Linked DNA regions of Mus musculus: regions 1 and 2 are each linked to region 3. A link is a contact called in public promoter capture Hi-C data. All regions are on one chromosome and are shown on one strand. The core of a region is the stretch at or near the end of the contact, and the rest is flanking DNA. Distances in the headings are between cores, read along the strand shown.

Region 1 (4,070 bases), core at 876-3,375, 2.7 Mb after region 3:
CATCTTAGCACTCTCACTGCCCAGCAGTCATCTGAAGCAAGCAGCACCCTGTTCTTACTTTGTCCAGCTACATGGTCATGCACAGCTTCCTTCTCTTTCCAAAGTAACCGTTCACGCTTCGAATCACAAAGCCCACCTCCAAAGTCCTGTCACAAACCTCCTTAGTGTGATGATCTATTTGGCAAGCGCCTGATCATCCAATACGAACATTAGCCGAAAAATAGAGCCAAGCTTGTTGGAACAGGACTTTAATCCTAGCACGTAGGAGGCAGAGGCAGATGGATCTCTTGTCAGTTCCAGACCTGCCATAGTAAGACCCTGTTTGAAACACATACACACACACACACATCCTGAAATATTGTTATAATGCAGATTTTACAAACTCATCTTCTTAAAACGTGATAAAGATACAAAAGGCCATTTTTTTAAAAAAAAGTCACATTTTTTCAATAATTTATTGCAGTGATGACTATTTTAATTAAGTAATTTCTCCTGATAGAGTCAAAGCCTCATGTCACTTTATCATAACACAGCAAACACTTTCCTACATCCTGAAAGGCTTCCCATAGTATCGGTTTTCTCTATTCCATTTTTACCCCCTTATGCATTCCTAATGGGAAAACATACAAATTTTAAGTAAATTAGTTATCTGTTACCACCTTACCTCCCTACATTTCAGTTGCAAGTTTTCTTTTATATATATTTATTTCATTTTTGTCTATTGGTGTTTTGCCTGTATCTGCCTGTATACTATGTGTGTGCAGTACCTGTGGAAGCCAGAAGTGGGTGGTGGATCCTCTACCAATGGAGTTGCTTGTTAACCACTAGTGAGCTGGGGGTTGAGATGAAAGGTATGTGGGTGTGTTACAAATCGTTGTAAATAGGTAATGAGGCACTGTGTGTGTAAGTGTATTACAAGAGGTTGTAAGCCAGTAGTGAGTTCTCTGTGTGAGTGTGTGTTTCTGTGCCCGTGTATGTGTGTGTATTCATGTGGATGAGCAACCAGTGCTCTTAACTTCTGAGCCATCTTCCCAGGCCCAGTTGTAAAATTTCCAATGAAATAGACTGAGTAACAAATTTTTGCTCTTGGGCAATAAACTTCTCTGGCCTTCAAATTTCACATCAGTTATGTGAGAATTTTGGGGGCAATAATAAAATTGGTCATTGAAACAATTAAAAAACAAAGGCCCTCTGATGATGCTGGAAAGAAGGAAGATGTTAGTATACATTTAAATTTAAATTTCTTTCAGTAAATGTGCCTAGCTATCCGTGGTTTAGGGTGGGGTTGTGTTAAGACAGGACAGAAGTTTAGCTGACGAGATGAATTAGACATCTCCAACTCTACTCTACCTATGGATTTATTTACCTCTTCCTGTTCCTCTCCCACAAACAGTAAAGCTCTACAGACAGAATAAATGCCCCAGTGCATGGTATTGCTCAGTTCTGAAACCTGATCATTAATAATCAAGGCCCCAGGCACTAGCTATACCTGGTGGTTTTTTCTTTAACCTTTATAAGGCCCAAGGCCGAATTACAGGTGATGTAGTCACCTGGGTTCAAAGTCTAGGGCACTCCTGGGCAGTCAAGAAACGAACCTAGAGGCCCCAGGGCACAGGAGCCTTGGGCAGGGTTGGCAAAGCGTGTCACCCAGGAGGTGGGGGTGGGTGCAGAGCCAGATGCTCAGACCCTCGGTCTCCATCCTGCTACGGTCCTTCCACCTAAACTAAGAGGACTAAAGACGAGGGCGCTCCGTCGCCATGACAAGCACAGGGTTCAGCGATCTCGGTTCGGCGCTGGGCCACAGCCTCCGGCACGCCCCGCTGCTTATGCGAGAGCACAGCCGGGACAGAGCCAACAATCCTGACACTCCGGCCCGCCGCCCGCCTCCCAGCTCCGACTAAGACCCCGGTGGAGCAGAGGTGGCTGCCACGCTAGTCCTTACCACAGTACCTACCTAGAAGCTCCGTGACGGCCACAGCCTCCGCCTTGCACAGTCGTCAGTCCGCTCCAAAGCCCTGTAGCAGCCGTGGCACCGCAATCAGGGGCGGCCCCGCCCCGCCCCCGGCCTCTTGGAGGGCCTGGGCCAGGACAACATGGCTGGTGCCGCCTCTGCCACGTCAAAGGGGAGGAGGCGGGGAGGGGCGACCAGCGAAGGGGCGGGAACAGTCCCGGAAGAGGCGGGGCGCGCAGGAGGTAATGGGCGCGTTGAGTGGCGGAAAAGATGAACCGGGAGTAATAAAGAGGGTGGGGCGAGCGTGAAAGACGGCCAAGCAAAGCGGAGGGCGGGGACAATTCAGGAAGGGGCGGGGCTAGCAGGAAGCGATGCGATAGCCAGGGCGGTGGAGGAAGGGAGGTAACCGGAGTAATAAAGGGTGGGATGTGGCCGCTCGAGGCCGTGTGTAGGATTAAGGTTAAAATACCTGACTAGGGCATTGCTAGCCCCAGAAAAAAAGAAAAAAAATGTTAACCACCAGATGTAGCTTTCACGTCTACTGTTTGCTTGAACGATTGTTTTTGTTTTCTAGTATATAGAAAAGGCTCTTGCAAGTTTTTTTCCTGACATTGTATCCGTGTCCAAAGAGGAGAAAGAACGAAGCACGAGTTAACAATTATTTGAAGTATTCGCTAGAAAATAGATGCTCGGATTCTCCTCTAATTTTGGGTTTTCGTCTGTGTGTTGTCAAGAGCCAATGAGAAGGCTTGGCTCAGGGACCTCACTTGCCTAGAACTCATAAGGCAGAAAAAGAAACTTTACTCCCAGAAGTTGTATTCTGACCTCCTCACCGACCCACAAGCAATCGCAAAATAGTAATTTTAAAGTTTTTAAGTATCTCACTCGGCTAGTGGTGATGGTTCATGCCTGTAATCTCAATAGTCAAGGTTAAAAAAAAAAAAAAAAAAAAAAAAAAAAAGGCAGCCCAGCTTACGTTACACTGCAAACTGTAGACCCTTCTAAGCCACAGAAGAGACAGTCTCAAAAACCTAAAAATTATCCTCGTGTGATACTTGGTACTCCAGAAGCTGAGGCCAGGGGATCGGATCACTACAAGTTTGAGACTCCTTGAGCTACCTAATGAGTTCCAGAACAGCCTCAACTAAACTTTAAGATGCTATCCGAAAAAGTGAAAAACAAAACAAAAAGTTCTGCATTCATCCACTCTGTTCCCCGCGAAGTCAGAAAGACACCACCCTAAGGGGTTGTAAGATTTAGACGAATGTAACGTGTTTACAAATGGTTAAAGGCTTTAGTACTCTAAAAATGACGATTATAGCGATATTGTTCATTAATTTTAAAAATATTAAAGATTTCAAAGTTCATCCTCAGTCCCTGCCGCCTACCCAAGCTTTAGACGAGAAAATGGGATTAGACAGAGCGACCTAGAAACTCTTCAGGAACCACTTCTGCCAGGAATTATTCTCGAGCGCTACATTCCACCACCGGTGCCATAAGCTTGATGCAACCAGCAGGTTTCTTGTGTGGCTCCGCCCCCTTGCGCCTGTAGCCGGTGGCCTCGGCGGAGGTCGCTTAGGCGCCTGCGCCGTGCCTACTCTGGGCGCCGATTGAGACTGGCGGGAGCGAGAACCATGGCGTGGGTTCCAGCCGAGTCTGCGGTGGAAGAGTTGATGCCACGGTTGTTACCTGTGGAGCCCTGTGACTTGACGGAAGGTTTCGATCCCTCGGTCCCCCCCAGGACGCCTCAGGAATATCTGAGGAGAGTGCAGTGAGTGATTTCGCCCCGTGCGAGTGGGCTGGTTGTCGTGCCCCTGTGTACAGCCCTGGTGCCGCGCCTGACCCTTGGTGTGCAACAGTCCCTCCTCTGTTTGCGTTCCTATCTTTCGGGAGGTCCGGGAAATTTAAGATCTTATTACACCCTACGGTTGGCAGATAACTTTTGAACTTGATTGCACGTTAAGACGTGTGTTCTTAAATTTCTTTGCTTTTCATCTAGGTGTCAGGCGTTTCGTTTTTTCATTGGGAGCTTGCACTTTTATTTCCCATTTCATAATAAAGTAAAACACATCTCTCTATTCTACAAAGCGAAATAATAAGTATCATGTATGTATTACTT
Region 2 (3,899 bases), core at 1,154-3,653, 2.7 Mb after region 3:
AAGAAAGAAAGAAAGGAAGAAAGGAAGAAAGAAAGAGAAAGGAAGAAAGAAAGAGAAAGAAAGAAAGAGAAGAAAAGAAAGAGAAGGATAAACTTTAAAGAACATAATCTGCCTAGGCACATCTCTCCAAGGAACTTGGAATCATTGTTTAAAACTACCACTACATGGATTTGCTTGTTTTCCTAATAATCCCTTCTAATATTTAAATTCATTTATGTCGTTCGTCATATAAAGGAAACCTAAACATTCCACTTAAAAGCCACGCATGCTGGTATGGGTGTGGACTCGCAGAAGTTGGGGAACAAAAGCAGAGACTTTCAGCCGTGAAGGGACAGATGTAAGGCACTGACCCACTATCACTCACAGCAGCCTGGAGGAGTTTCATAATCTTTTAAAAATATTTATTTTTAATTATTTTATGTGCATGAGTATTTCACCTGCACGTGTATATATGTACTCTTCGTGTGTCTGCTCGCCATGAAAGCGAGAAGAGGTTATCGGGTTCCCCTGACTGGAGCTATCGGTGGTTGTAAGCTGCCCTGAGGGCGATAGGAACCACACTCAGGCCCTCTTGGAAAACAGCCAGTTAGATTAACCACTGGGTCATCTCTCCAATGCCAAACATTTATTTTATTCCTGAGTGTGTGTGTGTGTGTGTGTGTGTGTGTGTGATATGTATTATAAATATATAAATAGATGGGAGGGGACACCTGGGTTCAGTTCCCAGCATCAACATTAACCTTGTCTGTAACTCCAGTTCCAGTGATCCCACCCCCCACTTCTGGTCTCTAAGGGCATCATGCATACATGCATGTAGTTGCACAGATAAACATGAGGGCAAAATACCCATACATGCAAAATAATAGTAAAATTTAAAAGATCCTATCTTTTATGTATAGATAACTCAGTGAAACCTTGTTTACAATTAGAATTAAATAATTTTTAGACTTAATTGCTTTTTACCAAAGAAAAAATCTTGGTTTTCTATATTGCTTCCTGCTAATATGCTATACACCTTCAAGCTTCTTCAAAGATATTTCCTGTCACCCTCTCCTTTTCTCCCTTTCTCTCTCTCCCTCTCCCCCTCCCCACCCTTCTCTCTGAGGGGGAGTAAGTATTTCCAGACAGGATTCTCTGGCTGTCCTGGAACTAGCTCTGTAAACCAGGCTAATCCACCTGCCTCAACCTGTCATGTGCTGGGATTAAAAGGCATGTTACCACCTGACTTTTCTCTTCTTCTTCTTCTTCTTCTTCTTCTTCTTCTTCTTCTTCTTCTTCTTCTTCTTCTTCTTCTATTTCTTCTTCTTCTTCTCCTCCTCCTCCTCCTCCTCCTCCTCCTCCTTCTCCTCCTTCTCCTCCTCCCCTTCCCCCCTTCTTCTTTTTGGTTTTGGTTTTATTCAAGACTGGGTTTTTCTGTGTATCCTTGGCTGTCATGGTATTCGTTTTGTAGATAACAGGTGCTGTTAACATTGATAAGATAATGAAATTCTTCCTCACCTATCCAGTTATGAGCCTCCACACAAATAGCATACAGGATAAGACCAAGTTACTGTTACTAAAAACAAAACAAAAATTCTTGTTCCTTTTCAGGGAGAAAACTTGTAAGGATTTGACCTTTGCATTTGTGTAACATTTTTCCGAACTAAAACGTGTACCTCTATGTCAAGTACAAAACCAGCGTCCATATTGGCATTGTGGGTAGGGCAAAGTGGAATCCAGAAAATACACACAGGAAACCACTGGCAACTTCTCCAGACCCTCTATTATACCCGCAGGCATTAGGCCCTGCTGGAAACAACTTTGCTCAGGATCAGAATATAAATTGCCTCTTCATCGAGATCTGACGACCTGTTGGACCTAGGTCCGCAGCCTCAATTTCCTTATCATTAAGCACCATCTCATTCAAGTTTCTAGTTTTTAACGACTAAGGCACGCAAAGCGATTCTCAGTGTCCACAATAACTATTAGCTGTTAGGATGAAGACTCCTGGTGGTTCAGTTCACTAATGGAAGACAGCCTGCGCCTCCCTGCACTCTGGGCATGCGCAACAGCCATTATTTGCCATGCCCTTTTCTGATTAAACCTCTTGGGGAAGGAAAAAAAGGATGTATAGCCTCTTCCGTCCCATGGGAAGAGTTTAGGCGCACTATGAAGTCAGCGACATGTCAAGTTTAAGAGGATGCCTTTGCAGACCCCCGAGATTGGATCTATCACACCGACGTAATCCCTCCCCGCTCTGCGCAAGCAGCGGAGCGCAACCACGGCAGGCGGCGAGGGGAGGAGCTGAGTGACTTGCCGGCTTCTCATTGGTCCAGAATCACGGATCGACAAGCTTCTTCCCCTTCCGGTCCTCGGGTGGTCCAGGCCCGAGAAGAAGCCCGCGATCATTGGCTGGGGCCGGCTGTCAGTCCTTCCGCGTGGAGCGGCGGGCGCGGTGCGGCGCTGCGCGGCCTGGAGAGCGGTCGCGAAGCCTGCTGCAGAGAGAAGATGGCGGTCGCCGTGAGAGCTTTGCAGGAGCAGCTAGAGAAGGCCAAAGAGAGCCTCAAGAATGTGGACGAGAATATCCGCAAGCTCACCGGGCGGGACCCGAATGATGTGAGGTACGGATCGGACGGAACCCCAGAGGTTGGCGAGGTCCGGGGCCTCGGGGCCGGGCGCACCCGGGACAGAGGGCAACCGGCCGCTTGTGGGCCGACTGGGGTCAAGGGGCCCGTTTCCCGGGCGGCGGGCGAGCCCTCTGCTCGGCTAGGCGGGGAGACGCCATGCCTGCGCCTAGGGCACTGGGTGCGAGTGCTTGCGAATGGAAGGAAGGCCCGCCCGGCTGCCCGGCGTGGTTTCCGCGCCCCCGGGAAGGCCGAGACCACGGCTTCCCGCCCTTGGCGCTGCAGGCCCGGAACTGCAGTACAAAGCCCCTTTCCACCCCTGCGGCTCCGAACCCTTGTCAAGTCGGAGACCCCCGGGGGAAGCAGTGGCTGCCTCTCCCTGCTGGCTTGGGTGTCCTTCCCTTGAGGTTGGCAGATAGGACCTGACCCAGACTTATTAATATGTAGCAGTCTCGAGATACATATATTTTCGTAACGGTGGTCTTGGGGAAGCAAGAAAGAGGATTTTAATGTTTGGTTTCGAAGAAGTGGATCTGAAACGGTCATTTTAGAATTATTTGTGTTCATTTCTACGTAGTGTGTACCTTAGTGTGTGGAAGTATATGAAGCCCTCTCATGTGTCTGCATAGGACTTTTACACTGATTATAATTCTTTTTTAGGCCCATCCAAGCCAGATTGCTGGCCCTTTCTGGTCCTGGTGGAGGTAGAGGACGAGGTAGCTTATTGCTAAGGTAAGGAGATGATAACTGCCTTGTTTCTAATAAATGTATTGCAAAAGTAGAGGTTGGAGAATATTAGAACAGTTTCATATGCACTACACTTGGGAGGCAGAGGCAGGCGGATTTCTGAATTCAAGGCCAGCCTGGTCTACAAAGTTACAAAGTGAGTTCCAGGACAGCCAGGGCTATACAGAGAAACCCTGACTGGGGGGTGGGGGTGGGGGGGGGACAGTTTCATATAAACTTAACTGTTTTTAAGTTCTGTTAAGGCTTTTGACATCTAAGAATGTAATTGGTGGTAGGGTGTTGTTCATGTAATTGTTTGCTTAAGTTTGCTTCACTTGTGTTTTTCTTCTTTATGAAATCAACTAAATTCTCTAGTCGACTAGAAATACCAGTTTCTGCTAATGTTTCTCGAGCTTTAGGTTGGATGTTTCTCATTGCAGGCGTGGATTCTCAGATAGTGGAGGAGGACCCCCAGCCAAACAAAGAGACCTGGAAGGGGCAGTCAGTAGGTATGGTTTCAAAAGATGTCTGGAGAGTCAGTACCCATCTTGTTTTCTGGGACACTACAGA
Region 3 (4,042 bases), core at 1,202-3,701:
CTATGTCAGTATAGCCTATGTAAAATTTCATATTTCTTTATGTTTGCCAAATGTGGACTTAGATGCCCCTGGTCTTAGGCAGTAGGTTTCTGTATCCACTATTTATACAGTAGAGTGCTTAACATAGGAACCTGAGATCTCTTTGGTTCCATGGACAATTCATGTCTTGTTTTTTTATTTTTACAGTTCATTATTCTTGCCACAGTCAACTATAGAGCTCTTGGCAGATTTATGTTTGGGGAATAAGCAGGCAAACCTTAAACCAAAGCAAAGCATCACCCTTTCTAGAGAAAATAATTATAGGAAAGAAATCTTAATATTTGGATCATATTCTCATGTCAGTATGGAAGCTTTCAAAGGCAACTGGAGACACTTGATCTTTTATGGAAACCAAACAGTAAGGTGACAAATTAACTTAAAAATGGCCCCCAAATAATCCAATTATTCATTCAGCAAATTCCCCAGTAACATATGGATTCTATGAATTTTTATCCCATAATCCTTGGGACAGTAATCAGGCGTTCAAATTTTTCTATTAACACACTATTAACACTGACTACTCAGTCATGTATGTTCAGTAGAAACACATTAGTTGCATTTGAAGGAAAAATGCTTTTTAACAATTCAGTTTTACACTTTCTATCGAAAAGCGCTAATAATTCAATGATATTTAAGGTGAACTTAGACATATTACAATTTACATCTTAAAAGTCCCTTTAATTTGTTGCGAAAGGACACATTCCGCAGGGGCAACTTTATAAGTGTGGATGGCTTTCATCCTTAATCACGCATCTCAAAATACATATTACTAAAATAGCATTTAATTAATTTTTTAAAAAATCTTATATTTGACACTTGTTAAAGGACCCTTTACTGTTACAAAAACTTCATTTTCTCTACACATTTTTGGCAAGTGGCATAAGTTAAGTTTAATCATTTTTCCATTTGAACCTTTGAGATAAATTTATATAATTAAAAAACTCAGTATGCAAAATTTAGATATTTTATAATTCAAATAATTTATCAATGTAAATTATTTTGCAATTTCTAAGCATAATATTTGAGAAGATTTTTCTCATCTTGACATTAGAAATATAAATGAATAAATCTTTAAGTTCCAAATCCACGCCAAAAAGTTCTCTAACTTTTAAACTATTTAAAGATCTGAGATGTTACTACTGAAATATTAATAAGGAAAGTGCTTAAGACTTTGTAAGAATTTTTTTCCTAATTGCTTATCAAGCAACTGAGTTTAATTTTTTTTAACTTTTCGAAGTCCAGTAACACCAAACAGAATGTACAACTCAAGTAGTTTGCCAGTCAGAATAAACTTACTAAGGTTTTCCAACTAAGGATTTTAAAAATAATCCTCACAAATCAGGTAAATGTCCTATTCTCACTGGTGGTACCACTGCCCTTGACATAAATGTGTGCTGTGTCCATTTCAAGCACTATAACCAGTCCCCAAACAAATTAGGAAACATGTTTGACACAAAACTCTTCTAAAAGCAGGCAAACATACTTTTGTTCCTTATTTAAACATTGCCTCATTTACATCACGACTATCTAGTAAAGTGTAACCTAGTTTTTAAAATCCAGGTTTACTGTGACATTTTCTGTAAAGAGCAATTAGCTAAGCTACACGACAGTCGTAATGTAGTTAGAAGTGGCCACACATAACTCATCCAACAATTCACACTAAAATTTAGGTATACTACAAATGAAATTGTGGAAATCCTTATATATCCCTCCCCGTTTAAAAGAGTAAGAGATGCAATAAATGGCAAGAGAAACAAAAAACAGAAAAACAAACAAATAAACAAAAAACCCCAGAGTAAATCACCCCCCAAGGAGTGGGGATGGCGCTAGGAAAAGTTTCAGGCCATATTAACCAGTGAGTTTCTGCGATAAATACACTGGAGGCAAAAGGACCGTGATCGCCAGGAACCTCCTTCACCCTCATCACCTTTTAGGCATCTTTTGGGCAAGCTTTCGTCGCCAGGACCCCAGTTTTCTCCAGACCTTGGCCATCAAGCGTGCCGCTGGCATCTCCCGGTCCCAGGAGCTGGGCCCAGGGTCTTCCGGGTGTCACAGCCCGGCCACGGCACACCAGCGGCACACACCGTGCCAGCGGGGCTCCGCGACCCCCGCCTCCGAGAGAACTAAGGGGACAAGGACCGGGATGCTCTCCCTCCCCACCCACCCCTTCCCCGCCGCACCCCCACTTACCTGTCTTGTCAGGGTGTGCAAGGAGCGAAAGACTTCGCAGAGGACCTCGCGGGTGAGGAGGGGGCTGGAGCATTGCTCCAGGCTCCTCTCGCTGCCGCTTGAGGAACTAAGCTCCGCAGCAGCAGCCATGACACCTTCAAAGCAGCCCCCCAACCACCGCGAACAGCGCTCACCCCACCCCTCCCTCGCGGACTTCGTCGCACTGAGATGACGTAAAACTAGAGCGTCTCACTTAGAGCTTGAGGATAGGCCCCACCCTCTGTGTGTGACAGACACACAGGAAGACCAATCAAGAGCAAGGATAGCTGTGCTCCGAGGGAACTTGTGTATGTGAAGCTGGACCTTCTGTCTGGTGGTGTTTTCTGTGGTCCACCTTGGTTTAGAAACCTACTTGGCTCTTAGATGCTCCCTGTGAATGTTGGCAGAGCCTTACTCTTAAGTGTTAGAATTTGAGTCCCGCTATTAAAATTTAAAATGTTAACAGTCGAGTTGTCTTGGAAAAAGATTGCGGGTTAGTGATGGAGCAGTGCTTTACAATTTTCTAATTACTAGAAACTTGACCCAGGATGATCGTTACTGGATAGAACATTTTCATCTCTATAAGACTGTTTGATATGAGGAATTTAAAAAGAACACAAGGGCTACATTATGCTTCTTTTTCCTACCATAGAACGACATTGATGACTACACCTGCAAAATAGTTTATGTCAAAGTTCTGACATGCAACGGGTTCTCAGTGCAATCACTGGACACTTGACCTTAAAATTGTTTCAATATAAATCCAATAGAAATATAAACCAGCCGGGCAGTGGTGGCGCACGCCTTTAATCCTAGCACTTGGGAGGCAGAGGCAGGCGGATTTCGAGGCCAGCCTTGTCTACAGAGTGAGTTCCAGGACAGCCAGGGCTACACAGAGAAACCCTGCCTCAAAACAAAACAACAAGAAAGAAAAGGAAGAAAGAAAGAAAGAAAGAAAGAAAGAAAGAAAGAAAGAAAGAAAGAAAGAAAGAAAGAAGGAAAGAAAGAAAGAAAAGACCAATTTATTCCATGTAACCACACTCTTTAAAATTAGGATATAAAACTAAATCGACTCTTGTTGGGTATTATTAGATAGCTTTATTTTAGCGAAAAAAGTTATAATTTTATAATGTAGAGTTCTATTAATTTTTTTTTCCTTTGAGACAGGGTTTCTCTGTATAACCCTGGCTGTCCTGGAACTCACTCTGTAGACCAAGCTGGCCTCAAACTCAGAAATCTGCCTGCCTCTGCCTCCCGGATGCTGGGATTAAAGGCATGCTCCACCATGCCTGGCTCTATTAAATTTTTAAAACAAGCTTAAAAGATAAAGGACAAAAGAATTAAAACTCTGGCGGCAGTGGCTCAGGCCTTTAATCCCAAAGCACTAGGGAGGTAGAGGCAGGTAAATCCCTTATGAGGCCAGCCTGGTCTACAAAGTGAGTTCCAGGACAGCAAGGGCTACACAAAGAAACCAAAGCTCGAAAAGCAAGCAGGCAAGCAAGCAAGCAAACAAACGATTTAAAACTCTTCTTCATGATAGTTGAGTGCATTTAACATACAGGAAGTGGAAGTATGAAGTTAATGGGTAGTCTATCCTTAGAGAGCAGACTGAATAAAGGAAGAAATAAGGAATTAAGGGACACTAGGATAAGGAGAGTAAAAATGAAAGAACTCCTTTTACCTGTCTAAGGAGCCTTTTACTCACTTATATCCAGAGACTTCTGGTATTATCAGACTTAACAGGATCTTGAGAAAGCTGGTCTGTTTCCTTGTTAGCAGAAAGATGTAAACTTAG

Evidence for each region. Promoter capture Hi-C pulls out the DNA fragments that hold promoters and counts their contacts.
Region 1: a contact with region 3 is called in a promoter capture Hi-C map of pre-B cells, with 8 times the contacts expected there. The contact joins the promoter of Sec23a here to the promoter of Mbip in region 3. A contact is called at or near these places in 9 of 39 promoter capture datasets (the 3T3-L1 cell line, the C10 cell line, cranial neural crest and 5 more), 2 of 484 Hi-C or Micro-C datasets (CD4 T cells and CD8 T cells), 3 of 115 datasets of contacts at active chromatin or transcription factors (astrocytes, large pre-B cells and thymic regulatory T cells) and 1 of 9 other capture datasets (liver).
Region 2: a promoter capture Hi-C map of hippocampal neurons shows a contact between it and region 3, with 6 times the contacts expected there. The contact joins the promoter of Pnn here to the promoter of Mbip in region 3. A contact is called at or near these places in 6 of 39 promoter capture datasets (the 3T3-L1 cell line, cranial neural crest, hippocampal neurons and 2 more), 2 of 115 datasets of contacts at active chromatin or transcription factors (astrocytes and large pre-B cells) and 2 of 9 other capture datasets (adipose tissue and liver).

Annotation. Positions count from the first base shown.
Region 1 is chr12:59,009,892-59,013,961 of GRCm38.p6, forward strand. Sec23a (SEC23 homolog A, COPII coat complex component) reads right to left here and starts at 2,126. Exons shown (of 20, transcript NM_009147.2): 1 at 1,955-2,126. Gemin2 (gem nuclear organelle associated protein 2) reads left to right here and starts at 3,500. Exons shown (of 10, transcript NM_025656.5): 1 at 3,500-3,722. The coding sequence starts at 3,586.
Region 2 is chr12:59,064,516-59,068,414 of GRCm38.p6, forward strand. It overlaps Pnn (pinin), which reads left to right and starts at 2,404. Exons shown (of 9, transcript NM_008891.2): 1 at 2,404-2,600; 2 at 3,264-3,335; 3 at 3,770-3,838. The coding sequence starts at 2,488.
Region 3 is chr12:56,343,443-56,347,484 of GRCm38.p6, forward strand. It overlaps Mbip (MAP3K12 binding inhibitory protein 1), which reads right to left and starts at 2,452. Exons shown (of 9, transcript NM_145442.2): 1 at 2,230-2,452. The coding sequence starts at 2,358.